Regions from separate parts of the Xenopus tropicalis genome. Here all the other regions are linked to region 3. The links are chromatin contacts, called in public Hi-C maps. All regions are on one chromosome and are shown on one strand. The core of a region is the stretch at or near the end of the contact, and the rest is flanking DNA. Distances in the headings are between cores, read along the strand shown.

Region 1 (4,684 bases), core at 727-3,226, 64 kb before region 3:
GTAATTCCTGGAAAATTGGGGGGGTGACAGCTCTGACTAAGCAATACAGTAAGTTATAGAGAAACACTAATTACCTAATACACAGAACTGTTACCAGTTTTTTGCATTTCTGTGTTTGTACTGCAGTGACCATTATCTACATCTAGAATTTGACACAACAAATATCCAGGCTGCTCAGAGAAAACTGACTTGGAAAGCATGGAGGATTGTCCTTTCATGTGAAAAACAACACACTGGCAATGCTAATACTGATCTGAAGAGAATATAGAGAGCATTTGAGTTACCATAGAAACTAGAGACAGGGTTGTTTTTCAGTGAAGAGTCATTTGGAGGTCTCTAGATAAGATGCAATATTAGACTGGGTGGGGGGGTTAAGAGAAAATTGTTATGGCAGGTGGGGTTACCACCAGTATTTTACGCCTCTGCCAGTAAAAAACTATATTTGATGCAATATTTATTAATAGGGAAGAAATAAAAAGGCAGCCTGTATTTCCCAAAATATGTGGCAACACAAAAGATGATGAGGTAACAGTTATTTTAGATTTTTATAAGCAAAAAATATATATTGTGAAGCTTCTGTTTTTGCACAGGTATGGGATTCTTTATCCGAAACCTGTTATCCATAAATCGCTAAATTAAGTGTGCCATCTCCCTAACACTCCATTTTAATCAAATAATTAAATTTTTTAAAAATGATGTCCTTCTTCTCTGTAATAATAAAACAGTGCCTTGTACTTTTTTTTTTATCTTTTTTTATTGTAACTAAGATATTATTGGAGGCAAACCAATCCTACTGGTATAATTTAATGATTAACAGATTTTTGAGTGAGTTAAGGCATGGAGATCCAAATTATGTAAAGATCCCTTATCTGGAGAATCCCAGGTCCCAAGCATTATGGATAACTGGTCCCATACCTGTATCGGGTGGAAGCAGGTAGCCTCACTTGAAGAGGAACTGTTTAATACTTAAAAACTTAAATGCGGAAATAAATCTGCTTTGCAAATAATCTTTATTAACTTTAGAGCCTTTATTATATTTAACCTTTTGTTAGTGAGATTTTTCCCACCTGCAACTAATACATTCTGGCTGTGAGACCCTGACAGACTGTACCTGGACTAAATGGCTGATACCAGCAATTTGCAGTACATTATTACATTACTGGGTGTTGTGTACGGCACCAAAATGTTGTGTATAGTGTAGATGTAGTATATTACAAATATACTGGATATTCCAAGATTTACCACAACCAGGTAAAAGGAAACAACCACGGTTCTTTTCCAGAGATGAAGCTAATTTATTTCGATTATCCAGCCCAGAGACAGCAAATGATACAGAGTTCCTTTTAAATATGCCCACAGGATCTGTTCTATAGGGATCAGCCTTCAGGACTTCTCCCTAACCTAACTCATAGAAATTATCAATCCAGCTCCCTGGTTATACTGTTTCTATCCCATTGACCAAAATGGGGAATGGTTCTGATTGGCTCACAACAAGTTTAAACGTGTATCTTAATCTAACCAACTAATTTCTTTAGATGTTTCTTTACCAATAACAACTGTATAAACAATTCCACTTTGAAATACAAAAGACCCCTCCTACAGATTGTTTTTCGGGGTCTCCTGCTGTTAGATCACCTTGGACATTAGCATATAAGTTAGGAATAATAGATACCAAGATAAGCATCCTGTATAGACCTAACTTATTTTGCATTTGATTAGAAGTGATTCTTTGAAGTAGGTAAAACTAGTATCTGGGTCATAAAATTACAGATAAACGTCTACTACTTGACTTGGAGTCTCTGATAATACTTTGAAGTAGTCAGGAACTACCAAGAATGTGTAAATTAATTATACAGCCCTTGTATTCAAATCCTGTGTGCAATATGTCTGCCCCCAACACCTTTGTTTATCCCCATACATATTGCTACACTGGGTTGCTCACAGTAAGAAATAAAAATAGGGTGGAGGAAGTTAAATAATAATACAGATTAAACTGTAGAAAAGGAATGTACTTGTATGTTTATAGAAATTACAGTCTCTCTTTTAACATCAGGTGAATAAGTAAAAAATCAGTACACAATGGTTTGTATACAGTTAGGAACTACCAGCTTGAATGGGATAGTGAAAAGTGCAAAAGAAACTAGGACATTTTTCTGCTAGGAGGTAAGGAGTCAATAAATCAGTTAATTTGGCTATACAGGTAAAAGCTCATGGAAACATTAATTATTTCTTAGTTTTCCATAGTTAGCTTGTGTGTGGCAAGCAAAAATTTTAAAGAGGTGTTTGCACACCTTTTGTTGTTTTTCTTATCGGACTTCACAGTTGATATAAGGTTTCCAGCCTGTCCACTTTATAGGTGCAACCACTAATTAAGTACTCATTGCAACAGGTGCAAAGTGAAGGATCTGTTCAGTCCCTGAGCAGTTGACAATGGCACAATGAGCAATTTTGAAAACTTTAAGCGCCAATTTTTTGGTGGACAAATAAAAAAAGGCAACACTGAAAGCAACAGCCTGCCACCCCTAGAATGTTTTTCCAGGAAACCACCTGACAAGCACTTACACATACCTATATGTGGGGATGGCTTTGGGTGGTTTGGCATTTTTGGGCTACATAGTGCTCAAGGCACCCAAATTTGGCCCATGTGCCACTGCCCTAAAAAGCAATGACAAACAGAAAAAAAGACAATAGAGAAGTTGCATATTTTAACAGGAAAAGGGTAGCTGGAGAGAAAAAGGGAAAACACAAACAAAATCTTTCATGGGAAAATAAACATCTAAAAAAGCTATTTGTACATTTAAGGGCAAATGCAAACTAGATGGATTCACTACTTTCCTCTGCTGGCATTTTTTTTGGATGCAGAAGAAAGCGGACCCACTCTTATGTGCACACCCCAGTAGCTCCATTAACAGACCCGGCATCAGCCTATGTGGGGCTATGTGGAGCAAATATCGGCACAAAAACGCAAGCGTATGGATTTTTGCCCCGATATCCTCTCTGTGTAGCTCCACACAGGTTGATGCCGGGCCAGTCAATGGAGCTGTGGGATGTGTGTGCGATGGTATACTTCCCAACATTTTGAAAACGGAAAGAGGGAAAAAAATAAATGCTGTGCGCAGTGCGGCAAATTTTTGGACCACACCTAATTTTTGGAACCACACCCCCTAAATACCACTCCCATTTGACTAAATTTGGCAGGTTATTTAAAGTTTGAACACATTTCTCTGTTTTTTGAGGTCCTGTTTTATGTGTAATTACAGTTTTGCTGAAAAGGTGAAATTGCCCTTTAAAGAATAAGTAAACCTTTTTTTTTTTTTTTTTTTTTTAGTAAAATTACTCTAAACAGCCTCCAGAATTACTTACCTTTGTCCCAGCATTCTCTCTGACCTGGTTCCTCAGTAAGAACGTGTTTTTTCTCTTTGCTTCCTTGTGCAGAGTGAAGCCCGCCCCCACTTCCTGTTCTGGTCTCTCATCAAAAAAAAAAAAAACCCTGCTAATGCACAGACTGGCTCCTGCTGCCTCCAGGCATGCGCAGAAGGCTCTCCACTCCGACAAGGTTGTCGAATTGAAGAGAGAACTGAACAGGGAGTAGGGGCGGGGCTTCACTCTGCACAAGGAAGCAAAGAGAAAGAACACCTTCTGACTGAGGAACCAGGTCAGAGAGAATGCTGGGACAAACGTAGGTAATTCTGGAGGCTGTTTAGAGTAATTTTACTGATAGAAAAAAAAAGGTTTACTTATTCTTTAAGCTGCAAGTCTCAGTTCCCCCAAGAGACCTGTTTAGCTTATTAGTTACAATTGTATCATTTTACTTTTCTGTGCTCTCTGCCAAAGGCTTCTTATTTATTTACAAGTGAGAAACAATGTTTCTAAGTGCAGGTGACGCTCGTTAAGATTTCTGGGCTCTGTGCCAAAAGATACTTTTGATTAAATTTGTATCTTTTTTAGTTTCAGTGCAGGAGATCAAAAGGAAATGATGGACTTTTCTGTAAAAATCCGGGACTGCGGGTTAAGCTGTCAAAAGAGGGACTGTCCCACGAAAATCAGGACAGTTGGAAGGTATGCGATGGGGATGTGTGCATAAGAGCAGACCCACCTTTCTCCACGTCTATAAAAAAAAAAAAGCATGCGAAGGCAAGTGGTAAATACACTGAGGGGCCCATTTATCAAAGCACAATTGCCTCCGAATACAAAAATTTTTTATTTTTTCATACCTTGCGTATTTTCGCCCATTTTTTGCGCTAATTTGTGCGACTTTTTGGTACTGTGCGTCAAAAAATTACGCAACAAAATCGTATTGTCGCAACGAGTACGAAAGTTTCTGATTCATTCAAGCTTCGGTATTGTGACTTTCCTTTGGCCAGGTTGGAGCTGCAGAGTGCCATTGAGTCCTATGGGAGCTTCCAAAAACATGCACAGAAGGAATCAAAGTCAGAAAGGTTTTCCTGACGTTTACGACTGTTCTGATACAAAAATTTAGTGACTTTCGGATCGCCAATATGATATGGGGGGAATTCTCGCCAGTGTTTATCTATGCTTGTGGACAGAGAGGCATAGCTTGAGGAAATATAGGGGTCAGAACGACTGTCTGAAAGGTGAACAGGAAAGGATATGAATAGAAGATAAATGATAAAAATATTAGTGCCAATGAAAATCTAGCTTCTGGGAATATTCATTCTGACTG
Region 2 (4,466 bases), core at 1,551-4,050, 100 kb before region 3:
CAGGCTAATTATAATGACGGGCATAGGCAAAGTCGGTCCGGGTACCGCATCAACGAGCCGATGTGGTCCCCGATCCGACTAGATTTTCTGACCTGCCCGATCGAGATCTGCCTGATTTCAGGCCAGATATCGGTCGGGCAGGCCCGTCGGTAGTCCCCATACATGGGCTGATTAGCTGCCGAACCGGTCTAAGGGACCGATATCAGCAGCTAGAATCAGCCCGTGTATGGGGACCTTTAGTATTGTCTATGACAGTATTTTCTGGCGTTTCATGTTACTGCATTAACTGCACTAAGGGATAGGCAAGCTTATTGGCAGGTTATTGTTAGAGCTCAGAGTCCCCCACACGTTAGCTGTGCCTAGGAGGCACTTAACTTTTAACACTGCTTCTCTATTGCACTCTGTGGCAGACTTCTGAAAACATACTGTATAAACTTTACTCCATGTGACTCATTTTGTTTTGTCAGAAAACCCAAGTGACTTCATTAAGCTGCAGCCACAGCTTTACTAATGAGTGGAAGAACAATTACAGGTCACTTTGCAAGGTACGTTGCATCATGACAGTGGAAGAAAATGGCCCCTGGTGAGTTGCTAAAAAGCCTGATTTGGCTAAATGACGCCAACATGTTTTTACTGACTGCAGCTGGAGCACCTGAACAGGTTGCACATAATGTGTGTGAGAAGGAGGAAGGCCTCGTGGGGATGGCGCACTGATAAATGGGACAATTAAGGATGGTAATCTTTAGTCTCTCAGGTATGTTTTCTTAAGCACGAGTGCTCATTAGTAAGCCATCCGAGCAGCCTTGCAGCTTCAAAGGGGACAAATCTGCCTTGAGGTCATCAAAACATGGAACACTTCAACTCTTTTAGTGGCATTACCTCAACATGGGATTTTTCTGTAAATACAATGCATGAAGATAGCATGACCTTTATACTACAATATAACTGCGTTTCTGTTTAAATATTTAGCAAAACACTTTTTGTGTGTCACAACTCACAGAAGCTGCATTTATATCCATACCCCATTTAATACAATAGCTTTACTAAAGATAGACGCAAGGTGTGAGCAGTCATGCATACATATCACCTATTGCCATTGGATCAGTGCTTAATTCCGAGAGTTCAACTTACTCTTTGGGGAAGGGGATGGGCTGCAGAAGAATGGCCAAGGCTGGCCTCCAATCATCGTAGTCTGACCTATAATAAAAAAAAAGCATATTGTTATTGTGGATTTCTTAATCTAATACTCCAGCATGGTATATCAATTTATTATATATATTATGAATATCACAAAAAAATGAGTAAAATAAATACTGAGTAAAGTAAAAAGTTTGTTTTAGGAAAAAGACTTATTAGCACTTGTTATGCTTCTATGGAAGAATCCATTTCCTGTTATTCACATCCCTATTTTTATTTTTATTCTGGCTAACATTGCAAGTCTTGGGTTTCTCTATGGCAGGGTATAAACTATATAAATATTAGAAAGCTGGACTAGTAATGTAAAAGAAAATAAAAGAGCATAATTAAAGAATGACAGTGGGAACTATAACTCCCACTGTTCATTGCTAGCCATCTTCATCTATAAATACAATCTATTGCTTGCCATGCGCAGAGCTGTAATTCCTTGCATTCTCTCGCTTTGACTATCATATTTCTTTTTGTTTGTATTTCCCAGAATGCCTTTCCACAACTGCAAATGTGCAAGGAGACCTTTACTCCTATAAAAGCCTAAACAGTCTCCGTCTTCTTGTTTAACAGCTAAAAAGGTAACAATAAATCCAAGTGATCTGAGCAATAGGATTGCACATTGCGGAAAGCATACTGGTCATATACTATATATAGAATTAACCATACATTTCCATCTTTAGGAGAACACATTTACAGTATTAAAAGAATAAATACTACAATTCTAAATGTCACTCTGCAGAAGAGATATTTTCTATGATAGAAACAACACACTACTTTTGTGACCACAAAACAGAGAAATGTGCATTTACCACAAAGACATGGTAAGTCCGTAAAGCTCTTCACAATAACTAGAGGACAGAGACAGTTTTATATCTGCAAGTGAAGGTTTCCAGAATTCAATTTGTATTTTTAAGAAATCACCTGTGAAATTTGTTACCTCATGGAAAAGAGTTCTAGTCTGTCAATGTTCAGTTCCAGCAGGTAGATATGTGCGGCACAAAAAATACCTGACTTTTACTGTCAGAAAGGTGTCATGGCTGGAATTGAACCTAGGAACCCAGTGCAGCAAGGCAGCAATGCTAATCTATGTGCACATCTACTATCACCTGTTTTGGTGATAGACATAGAACATAAAACAGAAAATAATAGTCATACTGTAATTCATTCCTTTAGGTGTGGTTTTCCAAACCTGGATAATTAAATATAATTTTAATTTCAGGGTTTTAATCCTAAAGTCCAACATTTCCAATGAAAATTTTTTTTTTTTAATCAAAGCTTTCTTTCTTTTTTTTTTTTAACCAATGCCAATAAAAAATATTTAGACACAAATGTATTAAGTTTCATGAACGTTCAGGTAGAGGGGTAATTAGTGTATTTAGTTGAAATGGGTTGAAATAATGACTGGGCTGCTTTCTGTGGTTCAGAGAAATGGGCCCACCTACAAGTTGGAGACCCTTGGAAAATAATTTTGTAAATCAACCAGCTGGAGAGTCACCAGAAGGTTACTGATACAGAAAACATTTCCTAAAGCTTCTCTCCTGTCACACTGAGCAACAGAACAGAGCAGCGGAGAGCAAGGAGACACTTCCTGCATCAGTAAGATAAGCTTCTAGCTGCCATATAGAACAGCAGGAACCAGTTGATAAAAGGCCAGTACTACACTGGGCTGTTTCTCAGCCTGCTTCTAAGCAGAGGTCAAGAAACAGTCCATACTCTTTTGCGTGTCTAGGCACTAACAGGCACTGTGTTGGCCTCAGTACAAACACACGGAACATTTTTCAGCAAAGAAATACGCAGGTATGCTTTTTTTGCACTGAAATCCGCTCCATGTGTCACGATGTCTGTCAATGCCCAGATGCACACAAGCATATGCAAGTGTGGCACTAGGCTAACATATAACTAAAACAGCCTCCCAGGAAACCAGTTGCTTTATCTGCCTCGAAGTCAAGGAACAGGGCCAGCAGAACAAATTGTTAGGCGCATGTTTCTGCTGCTCTGGACAGGTAATGTCATTAAGGTCTTGGCAGCCTCTTTGAATTACACTTTCAATGCAGTCTGCCAGCACAACAAGGGTCTCAAAAGAAAAGGAAAAATGTTAAATTCATGTTGTGTTCTTCAGCTCCCAGCATTCTTAGCTTATCAATCGATCCAAAACCTTTAATGGCAGCGAGTGGCTGATTCCTGGTACCTGGCTGGATTTACAAGTGCAAACAGCCAGCCTTTTTAACAGCATGCTGCCATAGCATTTGAGAATGTATACCTTAGCTTAGCGGAGTGGTTTATGGGGGAAGAGTTGAACCGAGCCTTCTAACATCATTTCCTTTTTTCTTAAAGGACATCATATTTTGCTAAATGCCACAGACTTACGCAATTTCCTATCAGATGTTTTCTGATTTAGAGAAGTGGTTTCCCAATTTCTCAGAAAATGAAAATGAGCTTGAGCAGAAGAAACTCTTAACCAGATCTACCGCTGGTATCAGAAACAGCAGAGTTACTGCCTAAGGTGTATCCATTGCAAACATATCCAGAATATAGTAAACCATTGCAGGTAACGGTTTCTAGTGGCAGATGTTGCACCTAGCTACCTGTAACAGCACTACAACAAAATCTGACCATAGGAGGCTGATACTGCCTACCAACTTGGTCTCTTCTGACTCCTAAGTCATCAGCGCGCTCATCTGTGTACAGGGTCAAAACATCAGTCTCCCTAATCGACCGATTGGGCCTCAGAAAGATACTGATTAGGTCGGCTAAAAGAACATACGTTCTGCTCTCGGTAACAGGTCCATAAAGGCCTCCCTTCACTGGGGGAGTTCAACCCTAGATCTTTATCTGTTTTTAAATATTTAACTGGTTTTCTTAAGTTAAACCTCCAGTTCATAATTAAACCTTAGAAAATGAGTTAAAATGAATAGACTTTAGATAGCTAATCCAACAGTTTGGGGCCCATATGCTCACTGATAATGAACATGGTGCCTAAAAATACTGTATCTTTGCAAAGGGGAAGAAGCACTCCAGTGTGTCGGCAATGCCTTTAAATCATTTATTTGCAGAATAAGCTTCTTCAGGTCACCCCCGAAAGCTTGTGCTGTTTGTTCATTTCTGCAAATAAATGATTTAAAGGCATTGCCGACACACTGGAGTGCTTCTTCCCCTTTGCAAAGATACATGGAAAAAAGGCTTGGGAGCGGCTGTGGAAGTTAAGCACCCTTTGAGAACATGTATGTAACTGGTGTGCTAAAGATTTTTGTTTATGCCTAAAAATACTGTGTCATGCC
Region 3 (4,389 bases), core at 1,212-3,711:
ACTGCAGTATGTCAGTTATGGGGGGTTGCATTGTACTTCAACTTGCATATTTTATTGTAAATACAAAAAGTACCCAAAATAAAAGTACAAAAGAACCACATCATGATTACACTAAAAAAGTAAGGACAACATTTGGTGCAACTAAAGCAAGATCTCTACAATGGAGTTCTCAATTTAGCATTTATTCCTTGGAATAAAGAGCTATGAAGGCCCCTCAATTGTGAGTATATGTACAATAATAAGAGCTAGGTTTCTTGAAATATGTTTCCAACCATACGATATACTGTATGCCTGATGGATCCCACTGTTGTGTTGTGCTGCATTGCATCCCCTGCTCATGCTGTACACAGATTCATGGGCATTATCTGATAATGGGCAACTTGCCATAACTATACACCCACCTCCTGCCTAAATTAGTCAGTTGCATGTGGCAAAATAGATAGTAGGAACACCAAAGAAAAACACACAAAATATATAAATGTAGGGATAAAATATATAGCTTGAAAACAATAAATGGAAACTATAGAAAAACCGTACGTGCCTGTACTGCCAGGTAAAATTAACTGAAATTCTGTTATTGGTTAAAAAAAAACTGCTAGTCTATTCAAAAGAGTATATTTACACCTTTTATTTGTAATATCAATATTCATAAACTTAAATAACTAATTGCAAGGTTGAATTATTGTCTAAAGGTAGTGTTGCCTTGAAAATGTATATACAGTGATGCAGAAATGCCCACCTTAGCTACAGCATGGCTGGTGCACCTGCATTCTGTATGAACAGCAGCGTACAGTGCTGAATAAATACAAAGCCCTTTTATTGATCTTTGAACACAATAAAGGGAGGCTTTGGAGGGTTTCTGTTCATAATAGGAGACTTTCTCCCACTCATTTACATGAATACACCTTCAACAATTTCCAACCACACATGTAAAAGCTATGGTTAAACAATGCTGCTGATATATATATATATATATATATATATATATATATATAATCTTTGCTACTTTACTGTACAATTCAGGAATACTGCTCTCCACAGCTGCTACACTACAACTCCCAGAATCCTGCCTAGACTGGTAGGGATGCTGGCTGCTGACTGGACACCCCTGGTATGTGACAGACCATCAAACAGACTTACCGTGGCTGAGGTCAGGCTGTTATCTGCCAGGGTCAGGTGATGAGGTTCCCACCTCCTTAGGAATTTGGAGGTGAGGATCTTGCTGAGAAAGGTCCGGGGGTGCCTTATAGCGCAGACCTGAATGTCCCCTTCTTGGAGCAGTTTATACCTCATGCCACTGAAGTGCAGGAGGGATCTCCTACATGGTACAGCTCCCATCTTACTGCCCCCTGTAGCAGACATCTCCCCCAGCAGTGGCTTGTTCTCCTCTATCTGCCTGTGCTCACTGCCTCCACATGAGCTGTTAGTAAAATCCATGGCAGCCAGTGAGACTGGATATATTCCTTCTTTTATTAAATCCCAACAACAAAGAGTGCAGAGAGGAAGGGGACAAAAATCCGAACGCCAGAAGACAGCAGATCCCCTAAAAAAATCCACCCCTAAAAAGAAAATAAAAGCCTTAAAATCTCAGCAGTCCCCCCCAGGAAGCTGGTGCTGGGGAATTCCAGTGTCCTACTTAATTAAATCCATATTTTATCCAAGGTGTGAAGCAACAAGAGCCAGATCTTAGCAGTGAGGGGAAGCCTGCCTTGGGTCCCCTTTGTCTGTGATCAGAGCTCTGTTTCCTTTTTTCCTGCATGTATCTGTGTATTGCCTGTGTTAGTGTGTGTTCATTTGTGCTTGTGTGTGTATATGTGTGAGTGTGGGGATGTGTATGTGTGTGTGCCACTGAGAAGCAATTGCTAAAAGATTGCAGGAGCTGCTTCCCTCTGATTGGCTCTCGCTGCGTCATGTGGTTAGCCAATGACGTCAATGGCAGAAGCGAGCAGATCAGGATGCACATTCTGTGTGTCTGCTGCAGGGGAGGGTGTCATAAATAGGAGAACGCGGAGGGGGGGGGGAGTTGGGGACAGGAGTAGGGCACATCCTGGCCGACATTTTTAAAACACCTGAGCGTGTTAACACGGTCCAAACTTGCAATAAGCATAAATCAGCGCATACATTATGTTTCGCAATCTCGTTACAAGCGAATAATAGCGTGTGGGGAAATAAATAGGGTCAGCTGATTAGGAACTTATCCCTGATCAGTGGGGATTTGGAACGAGCCCTGCTTAACGTTCTTAGACATCGTTGTTTAAACAGCCTCTCCGTAAAGCTCTGTGTCAGCTAATGCGATGTGTTTCGCTAATCATCTCTGGTTACCAAGCAGAGACCCCCCTTCCCCCCTGCAGGCTGCGAGAGGCTCTAGGAATGTGGCGTTTGTTATGGTACCACTTGTCTCTCCGCTAAGATTTTTTTTAAAAACAGCACAGACAGACTTAGAAATAGATGCAGATCCATGTGATCCCTGCGCTTCCGGGTGGGTGACCTATGCAGTGAGTGAATGGCATGTGGAGATTGCAGGGCCAGAAATACTCAGGGCGGGTCCGGGACTTGCACTCTGATGTGCCCTGTCACTCACTGCATGATAACAGGGCTGTGCTTCCTGCTTGGCCCTCTCCTCCTTGCATTTATTTTTACTTCAGGTGTGTTGCCTAAAAATTGGTCTTTTCACAGATTTACTTCTTACTGGGGGTCTTTTTATAAAGTATTGATATTCTAATTTTTTTTAGACACATACCTGGTTACAGGACTGATCTGACAAACAATGTATATTTTTGTTTATATGGTGCTACTTATGTATGCAGCACTGTAACAGCAGAAAAATAAATAAATTAATAGAACAAACAGGGAACATTACAATAATATATACAAAGTACAGTTAAAGACTAAGGGGCAGATTCATGAAATCACGAGTTTGAATCCCGAATGGGATAAATTCGGATTGGATACGAAAATTTCTGAAGATCGCAAATATCGCGAAAATGCTTACGAAAAAATCGCATTAGTCACGATAATATCATATTGGCGATCCGAAAGTCACAAAATTTTCGTACCGAACGATTGTAAACAGCGGGAAAACCTTTCCGTACGAAAAAGTTGTGAGGGCGTCAAAAAATTCGCAGAAAATACGCTCGGAGCTTTCGAATGAATGCTCCGAGCATCCGTGTCTTAGTAAATCTGTGCCTAAAGGTGGCCATACACTGTATGATCTGCTTGCTTGTCCTAAAGGACTGATATTGTCAGCTAAAATGGTATGTGTAATCCATTTTACACAAAACAGCTTTCGCATATATATTATTTAAAGTCCATTAAACCAATTGTTTACTTTCCAATTAGAATTTTAATACAAAGACTGAGAAACAGATGTTGTTCATTTAAACGCAACACTTTCTTCTATCTTACAGTCTTATACAAAAGAGTTATATTTCTTTGGCAGTGTAACACTTAGGTAGAACTGCAATACATCAATTAAATGTGGGAACCCCTGCCACAATCCTTTCAAACTTGGGTAATATGCAGACATTATTGGCAAGACCACTATAATTGGGAAGTTTATTCAAAATGTGTGTAACTTAATCTGGAACTGTGACATCAGTAATACCTGTATTTCCATTATGTCTGCCTTATCATGTTAAAGGAAGACGGGAGCATTCTAACCTGAATTGATGGCTTCCTAAACACCCAGTAGTCCCTTGCTATGCTTTATATGCAGATCTCATGGCACCTCCAAGAAGTCCCACTCCTTATAGTCTCCTTTAATTAAATCTGTGCAAAAAAAGAGACATGTCCTGCCTTATGCAGACTGTAGCAGGTACGGTCTTACAGTGGTACGTAATCAATATATCACTAAAATAAGCTTTACTAGTAGCTGAGTGGTAACATTTCACTAAACTCTGCCTCAGTCAATGTATTTGCTTGCCATAAATAAACACACTGATATCCTCTTAGAATGCCCCCATATTCACACCCTACTCGGAATTCTCTGAAGCTTATGTCCCATGGGGAGATTAGTCCCCATTATAAATCTCTGCTATCGTGGGCAGCTAATTTCCCTTAAATGCCTTTCCACCGGCAACAAAATTTGGTGGTGGGAAGACATATGCGTTGCTTTGCTTTCCAAAGTCGCACAAAGTTGCTTGCAGGAGGAAACTTGCGATGAGCCTAAAATAAGTATTTGTCACACACTACATAGTTTTAAATGACCAATAAAAATTTAAATGGGTTTATTTAATATAATTTTACTTAGCACTGATAAAACTGTGTGTTCGCTTCATCCCATGGGGGCAGCCATTAAAGTTGAAACTATAGGCTCTAGGGTCTTAATTTACTTGGCAGATAAGATGTGTAGAATACAATGGTTTTAGGTGATGTTCAGTAACTAAAGCA

The links. A called contact is a pair of places that touch in the nucleus more often than the background predicts.
Region 1: a Hi-C map of gastrula embryo shows a contact between it and region 3, with 1.6 times the contacts expected there. The contact joins the enhancer-like site here to the promoter of cmip in region 3. A contact is called at or near these places in 3 of 5 Hi-C or Micro-C datasets (brain, gastrula embryo and liver).
Region 2: a Hi-C map of liver shows a contact between it and region 3, with 4 times the contacts expected there. The contact joins the enhancer-like site here to the promoter of cmip in region 3. A contact is called at or near these places in 4 of 5 Hi-C or Micro-C datasets (brain, gastrula embryo, liver and 1 more).

Annotation. Positions count from the first base shown.
Region 1 is chr4:52,464,120-52,468,803 of UCB_Xtro_10.0, forward strand. The region is part of intron 3 of cmip (C-Maf-inducing protein); the gene reads right to left. Among named protein-coding and RNA genes, the nearest start is that of cmip, 64 kb to the right of the region's middle. Within about 2 kb of position 1,977, at least 3 of the 11 cell types and tissues checked have an H3K27ac peak or open chromatin away from gene starts, as enhancers often do. A contact at or near this core is called in gastrula embryo, where this site is marked.
Region 2 is chr4:52,424,926-52,429,391 of UCB_Xtro_10.0, forward strand. It overlaps cmip (C-Maf-inducing protein), which reads right to left. Exons shown (of 21, transcript XM_004913537.4): 11 at 1,132-1,197. Among named protein-coding and RNA genes, the nearest start is that of dnaaf1, 41 kb to the left of the region's middle. Within about 2 kb of position 2,801, at least 3 of the 11 cell types and tissues checked have an H3K27ac peak or open chromatin away from gene starts, as enhancers often do. A contact at or near this core is called in liver, where this site is marked.
Region 3 is chr4:52,528,051-52,532,439 of UCB_Xtro_10.0, forward strand. cmip (C-Maf-inducing protein) reads right to left here and starts at 2,462. Exons shown (of 21, transcript XM_004913537.4): 1 at 1,141-2,462. The coding sequence starts at 1,437.